3 separate regions of the Neogale vison genome follow, and all the other regions are linked to region 1. The links are chromatin contacts, called in public Hi-C maps. All regions are on one chromosome and are shown on one strand. Each heading gives the region's core, a stretch centred on a gene start, on an enhancer-like site or on the middle of the called end of the contact. The rest is flanking DNA. Distances are from core to core; before and after follow the strand shown. Region 1 holds the start of CLPB (caseinolytic peptidase B protein homolog). Region 2 holds the start of TOMT (transmembrane O-methyltransferase). Region 3 holds the start of XNDC1N (putative short transient receptor potential channel 2-like protein).

The links. Hi-C and Micro-C count contacts between places; a contact is called where the count stands out from the background.
Region 2: a contact with region 1 is called in a Hi-C map of muscle, with 7 times the contacts expected there. The contact joins the promoter of TOMT here to the promoter of CLPB in region 1.
Region 3: a contact with region 1 is called in a Hi-C map of muscle, with 5 times the contacts expected there. The contact joins the promoter of XNDC1N here to the promoter of CLPB in region 1. A contact is called at or near these places in 2 of 3 Hi-C or Micro-C datasets (fibroblasts and muscle).

Annotation. Positions count from the first base shown.
Region 1 is chr7:150,629,184-150,632,229 of ASM_NN_V1, forward strand. CLPB (caseinolytic peptidase B protein homolog) reads left to right here and starts at 1,732. Exons shown (of 16, transcript XM_044258605.1): 1 at 1,732-2,200. The coding sequence starts at 1,798.
Region 2 is chr7:150,890,020-150,893,250 of ASM_NN_V1, forward strand. TOMT (transmembrane O-methyltransferase) reads right to left here and starts at 1,914. Exons shown (of 3, transcript XM_044258617.1): 1 at 1,574-1,914; 2 at 295-491. The coding sequence starts at 1,889.
Region 3 is chr7:151,083,719-151,086,938 of ASM_NN_V1, forward strand. XNDC1N (putative short transient receptor potential channel 2-like protein) reads left to right here and starts at 1,672. Exons shown (of 24, transcript XM_044258615.1): 1 at 1,672-2,096. RNF121 (RING finger protein 121) reads right to left here and starts at 1,521. Exons shown (of 9, transcript XM_044258616.1): 1 at 1,429-1,521. The coding sequence starts at 1,491.

The sequences.
Region 1 (3,046 bases), core at 482-2,981:
AGAGGAGAGATGGGTGGGTGGGGGATGGTGAGACAGGTGATGGGTATTAAGGAGGGCACTTGCTGAGAGACTGCTAGTGTTGCGTGAAGTGCTGAATCACTGTATTGTACACCTGAAACTAATATTATATTGTATGTTAACTAACTGGAATTTAAATAAAAGCGTAAAAAGAAGTTTAGAGTAGGGAATCCAATACACTCCTAGAGCAGGGAAAACACTGCTGGCTGCCATTTCTGGAAGACCTAATGTGAGCCAGGGACGGTGGTGGTCTCCATATTACCTCATTTAAAACAAGCAATCCTCTTGAAGGTAAGTAATATTATTTTTGATAATAATGAGGAAATTAACAATGAGAAAGGGTAAGGATAAGGAAGTTTGTCCAAGGTCATACATCTAGTAAATTCAAGAGTCAAAATTGAAATCAAGGTCTGCCTGCACTCCAAAGTTTATATTCATTTCCCCACGATAATAAAGCAGGGGTAATCCTTTTACCAAAGAAATATTTATTTAGCAGCTTTTTTTGTTCTAGACATTGGTCTGAGTGCTAGTAATGTAAGAGAGAAAAAACAAAGTCCCTATTTTGTGGGGCTCATGTTCTATTGGAGTGAGACAATAAACAACTAATTTCCAGTATATCACGTGGTAAGTGCTGTGAAGAAAAATTAGGCAGGATAGGAAGCATGTGGGAAAGAGAATTGCTATTTTAAATAAAATCGTCAGAGAAGGCTCTGATGACATGAAGTTGGAGGAGAGAAGGAAGGGCAGAAGAGATGGGACTGGCATAAAATAGCTTCTTCCTTTGCTTGTGGGCTGGAAAAGAGAGGAAGAAATGGGGGTGCCGGTACTGAGCTCTGAGTTAGAAGACCTGAGCTTTTTTAATTGATGGATTAACAATTTTTTCCACCTCTGAGCTGAAATTCCCTTTCCTGTAGACAGGAATAACATTTCTTGCCCAGCTTCCCCATGCAGCTGTCATGAGATACGATGCGACAACCCACGTGAAACCCCTCCGAAAATAACACAAGTGAGAAACAAGACTGAGAAGTAGCTCTTCAACCGAAAGGAAGTCTATGTAAAAATATAAAGAGAATTGTTATTACAGGTGTACTAGTTCCCCTAAACTTCTTTTTTGAAAAGCTGTCGCAGGCTAAAAAGAGACACAGGCTAAAAGAAATAAGCATACATTTCATAAAAGTTTTCTACTGCAGATCTCTATTTAACTTGCAGTAGTCAGAACCTGTGTCGCATTAAAAAAATTTTTTTAATGATTTTTATTTATTTGAGAGAGAGGGCACGAGAGAGGGGTGGGTCAAAGGGAGAGGCAGACTCCCCGCTGAGCAGGGAGCCCAATTCCAGACTGGATTCTGGGACTCCAGGATCACGACCCCAGCTGAAGGGAGTGGCGTAACCAAACCGAGCCACCCAGGCGTCCGCCTGCGTCGTGTATTTTGACTAAACTTGGCAGAAGGCTCTGGGAATCGAACTTCAATTCTAATCTCCACGTTCTACCCAGGCATTTCCCCTCTTACCACGCCCCCTCAGTCAAACTCCACTTCCCAACATGCACTAGGCTCCTCTAAGTCGGCAGTCATTGTGACGCAAGTTCCACAGCTTTCTGGGAAATGTAGTTTATTTGTTCTCCAGCTACGGAAAAGTCTAAGGCTATGGACTACCACTCCCGTGAAGTAGTGCGGTATTCCCCCGCGTTCGCGGCGTCTTCGAACGCGCCGCGGCAGCCATGTTGGACGCGGCCAGCACGGGGGCCGGCACCAGGGGGTTATCTAAGTAGCTGTCACGATGCTGGGGTCCCTGGTGTTGAGGAGAACAGCGCCGGCGCCGCGGCTCCTCTTCCAGCTGCTTAGGTCCTCTTCTCTCCGGAGTCATGGAAGTGCCTCCAGCCCGAGTGTGACCACCGCGGGCCACGGGCAGCCGCAATGGTTGAGGGCGGCCGTCGGGGGGCGCCCTGAAACATCGCCAGCCTTCCTCCCCCATGAAGGGGCAGCCACCTGGGGGCGCCAGGGAGGACTCACCGAGACCTCGTGCCTCGTAGCCGCAACATCTGGACGCCTTCCTAGCCCAGAAGAAACACTCCCGGGACAGGACAGCTGGAACGGGGTCCCCAGCAGGGCCGGACTGAGCATATGGGCCCTGGCCACGGCGCTTGTCGTTCACTGTTACAGCAAGAACCCGTCTAACAAGGGTGATTATCGGGGCAGTCTGGGTTCGAGGAAGACAGAGGCGGGAGGAGTGACCCGACTCCGTATCTTTGGAGGGCGGGAGTTGCTTATAGATTGAGGTCAGCAGAGCTTCAGGACTGTAGGGACTCAGACATCGTCTGGTTACTGGGGCAGGCTGGTGAACTGGAGGACTCAGTGCCTCTGAGTTGGATAACTTCCTATCATAGGTCAGCTCCCTCGTTTGGGCATTATTTTGTCCATCTGTGCAATGGAAACATTGAGACATTCTAAAATTAGAGTGTGGGCCTTTTATGCACTAATATTCTGCCTGGTCGAATTCCTCTCTTAAGTGGTCTCCCAAGAAACTGCTGTGTGTTCTAAGGGCAACTATTAGATAGTTTAGGAAGAGTTTTCCCGAGAAAGATGGCCCAAGAAAGGAGTACAGACTTGGTTTCAGTGCCACCTTTGCCACTGCTCACCCCTTGCTCCTCTCTGGTTTCAGGTTCCCCCCTTACACAGTAAAGAATGATTTCTCAGTACTCTTACAGTGCTGTTATTTTGAGTCTTGAATTCAGCAGTCTGGGTCTGCCCATCAGCCTCCTAGGGATTTTGTTGTCCCTGGTCTCAGGTGTGAGGTGATCTTACCCAGCCATGCAGTTGGCAGGAGAAGAAAAACAAAGAAGTTGGATCCTTAGAGACCCAAAGCAGCCATGGGGGCTGGTTGACCCAGGTTGGCATCTCACCTGGGAGCAAGGGAGTTGAGCAGGAACTGGGAGAGCAGGCAGCCAGGCTTCTGGCTTATGTGAGTCCAACCTCGCAGGTTCTCAGTAGTTCCTCAGGGGGGAAGGCAGGAAGCATGGTGTTCATAG
Region 2 (3,231 bases), core at 664-3,163, 260 kb after region 1:
GAATAAGTGCTTTGCCCAAGGTCATAAAGCTCACAAGGGGTAGACTGAAGGTTTGGACCCAGATTTGCTCAGCTCCAGAGACCTTCCTCTTAACTGCTCCTTTGTCATCCAGCAGCAAATATGAGCAAATGATGTGGAACAGAAGGGCAGGAATTCATGCATCACCCAGGGTCACAGTCCCCTATGTGGAGCTGCTGCCTTCTCCTAGGTGGGATTCCCTCACTGGAGAGGCCTGGCTCGGGCAAGGCTGGGCATGGGAGAGAAGAGACCAGGGTCTGGGAGGTGGGGGCTGACCGTGCGCTCGTCGAAGCCAGCCAGGCGGATGAGTTTTTCAGCCACTGCTGCCATGCGTGGGTCCCACTCCACGGTGAGAAGGCGGCCCCCGGGCGGTAGGGCACGGGCAATAAGCAATGTGGAGTACCCGCAGTGGGTGCCCAGCTCTAGCACTGAAGCAGGGGCCCTTTCCTCCACCAGCCGCATCAGGATCTGACCTGGGGGGAAAGACGGCTGTTGCAGCAGATGTGGGAGATGGATGTAGGACCCCTGACAGAAAGGGATCTCAAATGCCCACCTGCCTCACTGCAACCCTCAACCACCTGGGGTCTTCTCAGACTATAGTTCCAGCTGCCCCACTGGTCCTCTTCCCCCTCCAGGCTTGCCTCCTTCACTCTCTTCTTCATACCACCCATCAGGCATCTTTCCAACAAACAAATCTGACCCTTTGTTCCTTGATTCCTATGATCCTCAAGGACTTTGAGATTGAACTTGAGATCCTCAGCCTGACATTCAGGACCTTCTTGGACCCGATCCTAGCCAACCTTTCCAGTTCTTCCCATCTGTAGCTTGTATCACAGCCCTCCCATACACTGTGGCCAGAATCAGCCAAGTCAGTGCTGGCTCATTCCATCATGCTGCATTAGTATATGTGGCTGGTTTTGCCCCTCCCCACCCCTGTGTTTATCTGCTTGGCCAAGCAGGAAGCAATTCTAGGCTGTGTGTAAGTGTTGCTTCGTCCAGGAGGGCTCAAGTAGAAACAACCAACAGAAACCTTTGCTAGAACTTCCCAGTTTCATCCCCCCCTTGTTTTATTCATTGAATATCTTTCTAACCTTGGAATTTGAAAAATTTCTTCAGACTCTAAAAGCACTTGTGCCAGAAGCTGGGATTCAGACAAAGCCAGGCAGCTACCCTGAATGGGATGTGGGAGACTCCACGGTGTGGGGAGAAATATTTAGGACAGGTAATTACAAAATTATGGGTTATGCACTGTGATGGTTATTCCCTTTGTATTATGTCTCCTTTGAGGCCAGCATTTGTGGCTGATTGATCTGTGTGGCCTCTGCTTCCTTTCCCCACCCAGCACCTAGTACAGGCCTAGTACAAAAGGGTGGCAATAAGTGTTTGCTAGATGAATGAATAACTTTGCCTAGCTCTCTCATTTGTAGAGGGGAAAAAAAGAGCCCCAGAGAGGATCAGGAACCTGCCGAGGGCACCCAGTAGGCAGCGGCAGATCCCAGACCTTCCTTACCATCTTGGGGGTGCTTCCTAGAGCAGACGGTTAAGGAACACTGACCTTTGACAGGCCCCATGTGGCCCAGGTACTCGCAGTGGCTGCTCCAATGGTCCAGGGTGGTGAGGATGTGACTGGGGTCTCCAGGCAGGGCATGGGTGAGCACATAGCTGAAGGCCCGCTCCTCAATCCGCAGCCCTGAAAGGCAATCTCGGAGGCTCCGCAGCAAGACCATACGCACCAGCAGTCGGAAGTAGTGCCGGTACCGCACCAGCAATGTCACCACCAGGGGCAGGAAGGCCAGTGCGATGGCAGGGGACATGGTCCCTACCAGGACTGGGTGTGAAGGGAGGCAGGGAGGGAAACCCACACGCATCATTGCTTGTCATTTGTATTATTTCTATATTTTAAAGACCATAGCTCAAAAGACAGTTTTGTCCAGAATCACACAGCAGAACTGGGATTTGGATCTGAATTGGTCTGATTTCAAGCCCATGCACTTTCAAGGACTTCACGCTAGTCTATGTTCTGCTCCCACCCCCAAGCCACCTCTTCCCACTTCTGCCCCTTGGTCCTATCTTCACCTTGCTTCTTCTACCTGTTTCTCCTCATTTCCTCATCTTTGGACTGCTTTCGCAGACCTCCTCTGAGATATCCTCTACCCTCTTCACCCTCTGCCTTTTCTTCTCTGACCCATTAATGTAGAGCAAAAGAGCACAGATTTGTAGTCAGAAACCCCTTCAGGCCCTATGTGCTGTCTCAGTAGAAGGCAATCAAAACACTCCATAGGGTGTTAGAATGAGATTTCTTCCCACCCCTCCATCTGGTCTTCCTTGAGGGTGGGAGGAGTCCTTGATCCTATATCCTCTCCAGTCCTGTTTCCCCTCCCCTGCATTCAGCTTTTCTGTTCTCCCTCAGAATTCCTTTTACAAGTGTAAACACACACAGCACAGAGCCCCCTCACTTAAGCCTCTTCTTCTTCCTCACCCCCTATAGGGGTAAGTTCCTTCTCCTTTGGTTTGCCCTGGACCATCCTCCCTTTCCTCCAGATCTGCCCCTTGTGAGGCCCCTGGTGATGGTGGGGACTGAAATTGAAAGTAAGAGTGTATAAATGGATGTGAGTAGGTGAGTGATAGTGAGTTTGAACTGATGTGCTTGGGAACCCACACTCAAGAGCCCTGCTTACCTGGGCTGGAGGCTCCTGCTTGGGATGATCATAGCATAGGAAAGGAGGGGGAGTCCTTGGGGCCAGAGAACCCTGAGGCGGGCTGGACCTGCTTTCAATTATTGATGCAGAGTTGCTGCTGTCACCTGAGACCTGCAGTTCAGGTTACTAGCTGCAGGAACAAGGTGGGGCTGACTCTTACCCTTCTCAACTCCTGAAAAAAATGTACCAAACTTCAGGGTCTTGATCTGAGGGGTAATAAGAGCTACTGGGTTTGGTGACCTCTCTTCTAACTCCTTGTATCAGGACAACAGGGCATGGTGTGAGCCAAAGTGAATTCAAAATTCAAGTCAATTCAAAATTCAACTTTTTGCTAAGCAAATGCCAGGATGTGGGTCGCAGAGGGGAGTCAGGTCTTGCCCCCTTCCTCCAGGAACTCCAAGTTTGAATGAAGATACTGATCCAGAAATGTAGAATAGACATAATGCAGTGCCCCATAGATACAGGGACTTTGGAGTGTTTTGTGAACTGCTATGTATCTTGACATAAGGGTGTG
Region 3 (3,220 bases), core at 422-2,921, 450 kb after region 1:
AAATGGTTCTTAAAAATCTCCCCCCACTCTCTGCCTACTTGTGATCTCTCTCTCTGTCAAATAAATAAATAAATAATCTTAAAAAAAAAAAAATCTCCCCCCATTCTAACCACCTGTCAGGTACTCAGTCTCCTGCCACCTTAATGATCCCAATCAACAAATCCACCAAGTCATCCCACGACAAAGCAACAGTCTTGACTTCTCAAGTCCACTTCTACTCCCTTTCTGAGCCTCTCCCCCAGACTTCCCCAATCACCCACCCCAAAGCCTCTAAGATTCTGATCCCCCAGAGATCCCCTGGATTCCATTCCTGACAATCAATCTCCTTCCTCCCATCCCTCTGTGCTGTCTATATTGTATCCTGTGAAAGGCCATAAACACCCCTTGTTCTGAATGTACCTTTGGCCTCAAAATCATCTCCCTCTACTTTCTCACCTTCTCTTCACTTCTCAGCGCTGTCCCTTCATTCCTTCCAAACTCAATGTGTCTTTCTTCCTAGTGACTCAAGGACCACTGGTAATTAAATACATCCGTTGTTAAATGCCTATTAAACAGGTAAAGGGGACATACATCCTTAAGGAGCTCATCCTCAAAGAACTCATACGTTTAGAAGGAGCCAGAAATAGAGAATCACTTACCCCATAAGACTCAGTTCCTCTGAGAACCCTTCCCTAGCCCAAACTAAACTGGTCCCCTCTTTGCAGTGCCATCATTAAACCTCTGATGCAGTGACTAGTCTTCCCTGTGTGTCTCCCATCACTAGGCTGTGGCCTTGTCAATGGGAAGGCCCCTACGTCCCTAGCACTTAGCCCAGAACTCAGCGCAAAGATGATATGTAACGTTTGTTAAATGAGTGAATGGATGAATTCCGGTATGTGATCATTCGTTCATCCATTCAGTGCCCAAAACTTTACTAAGTACACTAGGTACAAAGTCCTAGAGTGTATGGAAAAATAAAATAGTTCTTATGTAAAAAATAATGCTATAATATTAGCAGATTAGCACTCTTCCCCGGTCCGCGTCCCCAACCCCCACGCCAAACCTAGACGCGACTCTCCCACAGCTAAAGCCCGGCCTTCCCTTACAGAAGTCCACGCCCCTCCGACTCAAGCTACCTCTCAGCCCTTCAGTCCTACCCTAGGACCCCCAAGTAATACCTCAAATCTTAATGCCCCCATCCTCTCTGGCTTCCTTCCCTATCCTCCATCTCCACCCTCGAGGTTACTGCAAGTCTTCTACCCCCATGTCCGCCTCCGACTCTCCGAGTCCAGGGTATCTCTGATTTCCCTCTCCGCGCACCCGCCCCCCATTTGGCTCCTACCCTCTCAGGGTCCCGCCTCCCCTAGGACCCTACTCCCGATTCCTCTCCTCCCCTCCCTTCAGTTTCAGGGTAAGCCTCTTCCCTCCTTGACTCTGAACTCTTCTTACCTCATCTAGCTCCCGTTCCCCGGCAGCAACTCCTCCAACCTCCACCTCCACCACTGCCGCCATCTTCACAACTCTACCCCTCCTCCGTCCCCGTGCTAGCCAGCTGCTTCCGCCGCTCAAGTGATCCTAGCCAATAGGCGGCTCAAGCTCCAGCAGGAGGGCGGGGCATCAAGACAGGCGGAGCTCTGATTGGGACTAAGAGACCATCTACCCGATACTCTTTAAAGGTCAGGGAGGGACGGGTTCCAGGCACTTCCAAGTTTAGGTGGAGGAGGGTTCTTGCGAAATGAGAAATTGGGCCTGTATTATTTATAGTGCAAATATTTCGCCAATTCTCCCCTTTGGACAGCGAAAGAGAAGAGTCTCTAAACCGTCAACTTTCCCGACGCTCCCTCACTCTGAGCTCCAAGGAGTGAAGCGTGGAGGCTAAGGACTACATATCCCAGAACGTATTGAATCTGACCCGGAAGTTTAACTTCTGCGCTCTGGACAGATTTGTAGTGAGTGAAAATTTGCGTAAGATATTCATTTACAAATAGACATAAAATATACATAGCTACGCACGAATGTCTTCTTGCTTCGATGGGAGTCCTCTTTCAGAAACAGCGGCTTCCTGAGGCGACAGAACACATTCCGGGACTTGGGGTGGCGTAAGAGTCGTGCTCCAGGTCAGAAGGCGGAGGTCAGAGGGCCGGATTGGCGGGAGAATGGGTTTGTGGTCCAGGATCTGAGGCAGCGGTGGCTCTTCGAGGTCCATTGTCCCGGGTGAGGGGCTTTGCGGGGGTTGTTGATGGGGAGGGGAGTTGCCGAGAATGGGTGGACGTCAAGGAATGTACAGAACAGCGCATTCTGAGGTGCGGGGGAAGCGGCTGTGCGGTTTAGCCTCCTGAACCTGAGAGAAGAGCCTTGCGGCACCTCCACCGCTCCCAATCTGCTGTTGCGCTCTCACGCCTTAGGGTCGCTTTACAAATCTCCGTACTCTTTCCCACCACACATCGTGCTTGCGCAGCCCCTATCTTTACCCCCGCCCATACACCTTATTCTCTCTGTGCTGCACCCCAACTTAAAGCTTCCTAACTCATTTCCATCCCCTTCTTATCGGTACATCCGCACCCAACACCATACAAACCTATGGCCCCTGCACACTTACCCCGTGGGTAGCCCAGCTGGATCATCGGGAGAATAGTGCTAGGATGACCAGTGGACTCACAATGCAGTGCCTGTCAACTTTATTTTAGGACCAACAGGAAGTTACAGGGTAATATTTACATCTACAGGCATCTTATTTACTTAAAGGGGGAATTACTTTATTATGTGAAACAATACAGAGAATATAATAAATACCTTATAACTCAATCACCCCAAATTGACTACTGACATCATGATCTCTTTGCGTCCTCATTTTTAAAAAAGATAAAATAATACGGATAAAGGTTGAACTTACTTGAGTCTTCTACTCTCAGACCCATTACTCTTTCATCTTTCTCAGACACTATTTTCAGTTAGCTGGGTATTCTCCCAGTCCATTGAGAAAAATTCTGTGTATTCACAATGTAATTGTATTATTTCATTTTGTTTTTTTATTAAAATAAGTGCTATTTTCTATATCATTCTGTAACTTAATCTTTCACTATATTTTTTGAGAAGTGTCCATGTTCATGTATATTTACATCTAATTCATTTCTTTTAGCTGTTAGGTAGTATTCTATTATATAATGTATATAGTATTTTACCATTCTATTTATCCATTCTTCAATTAATGAACTTTAAAACTTTATGGTTTTTCCTATTA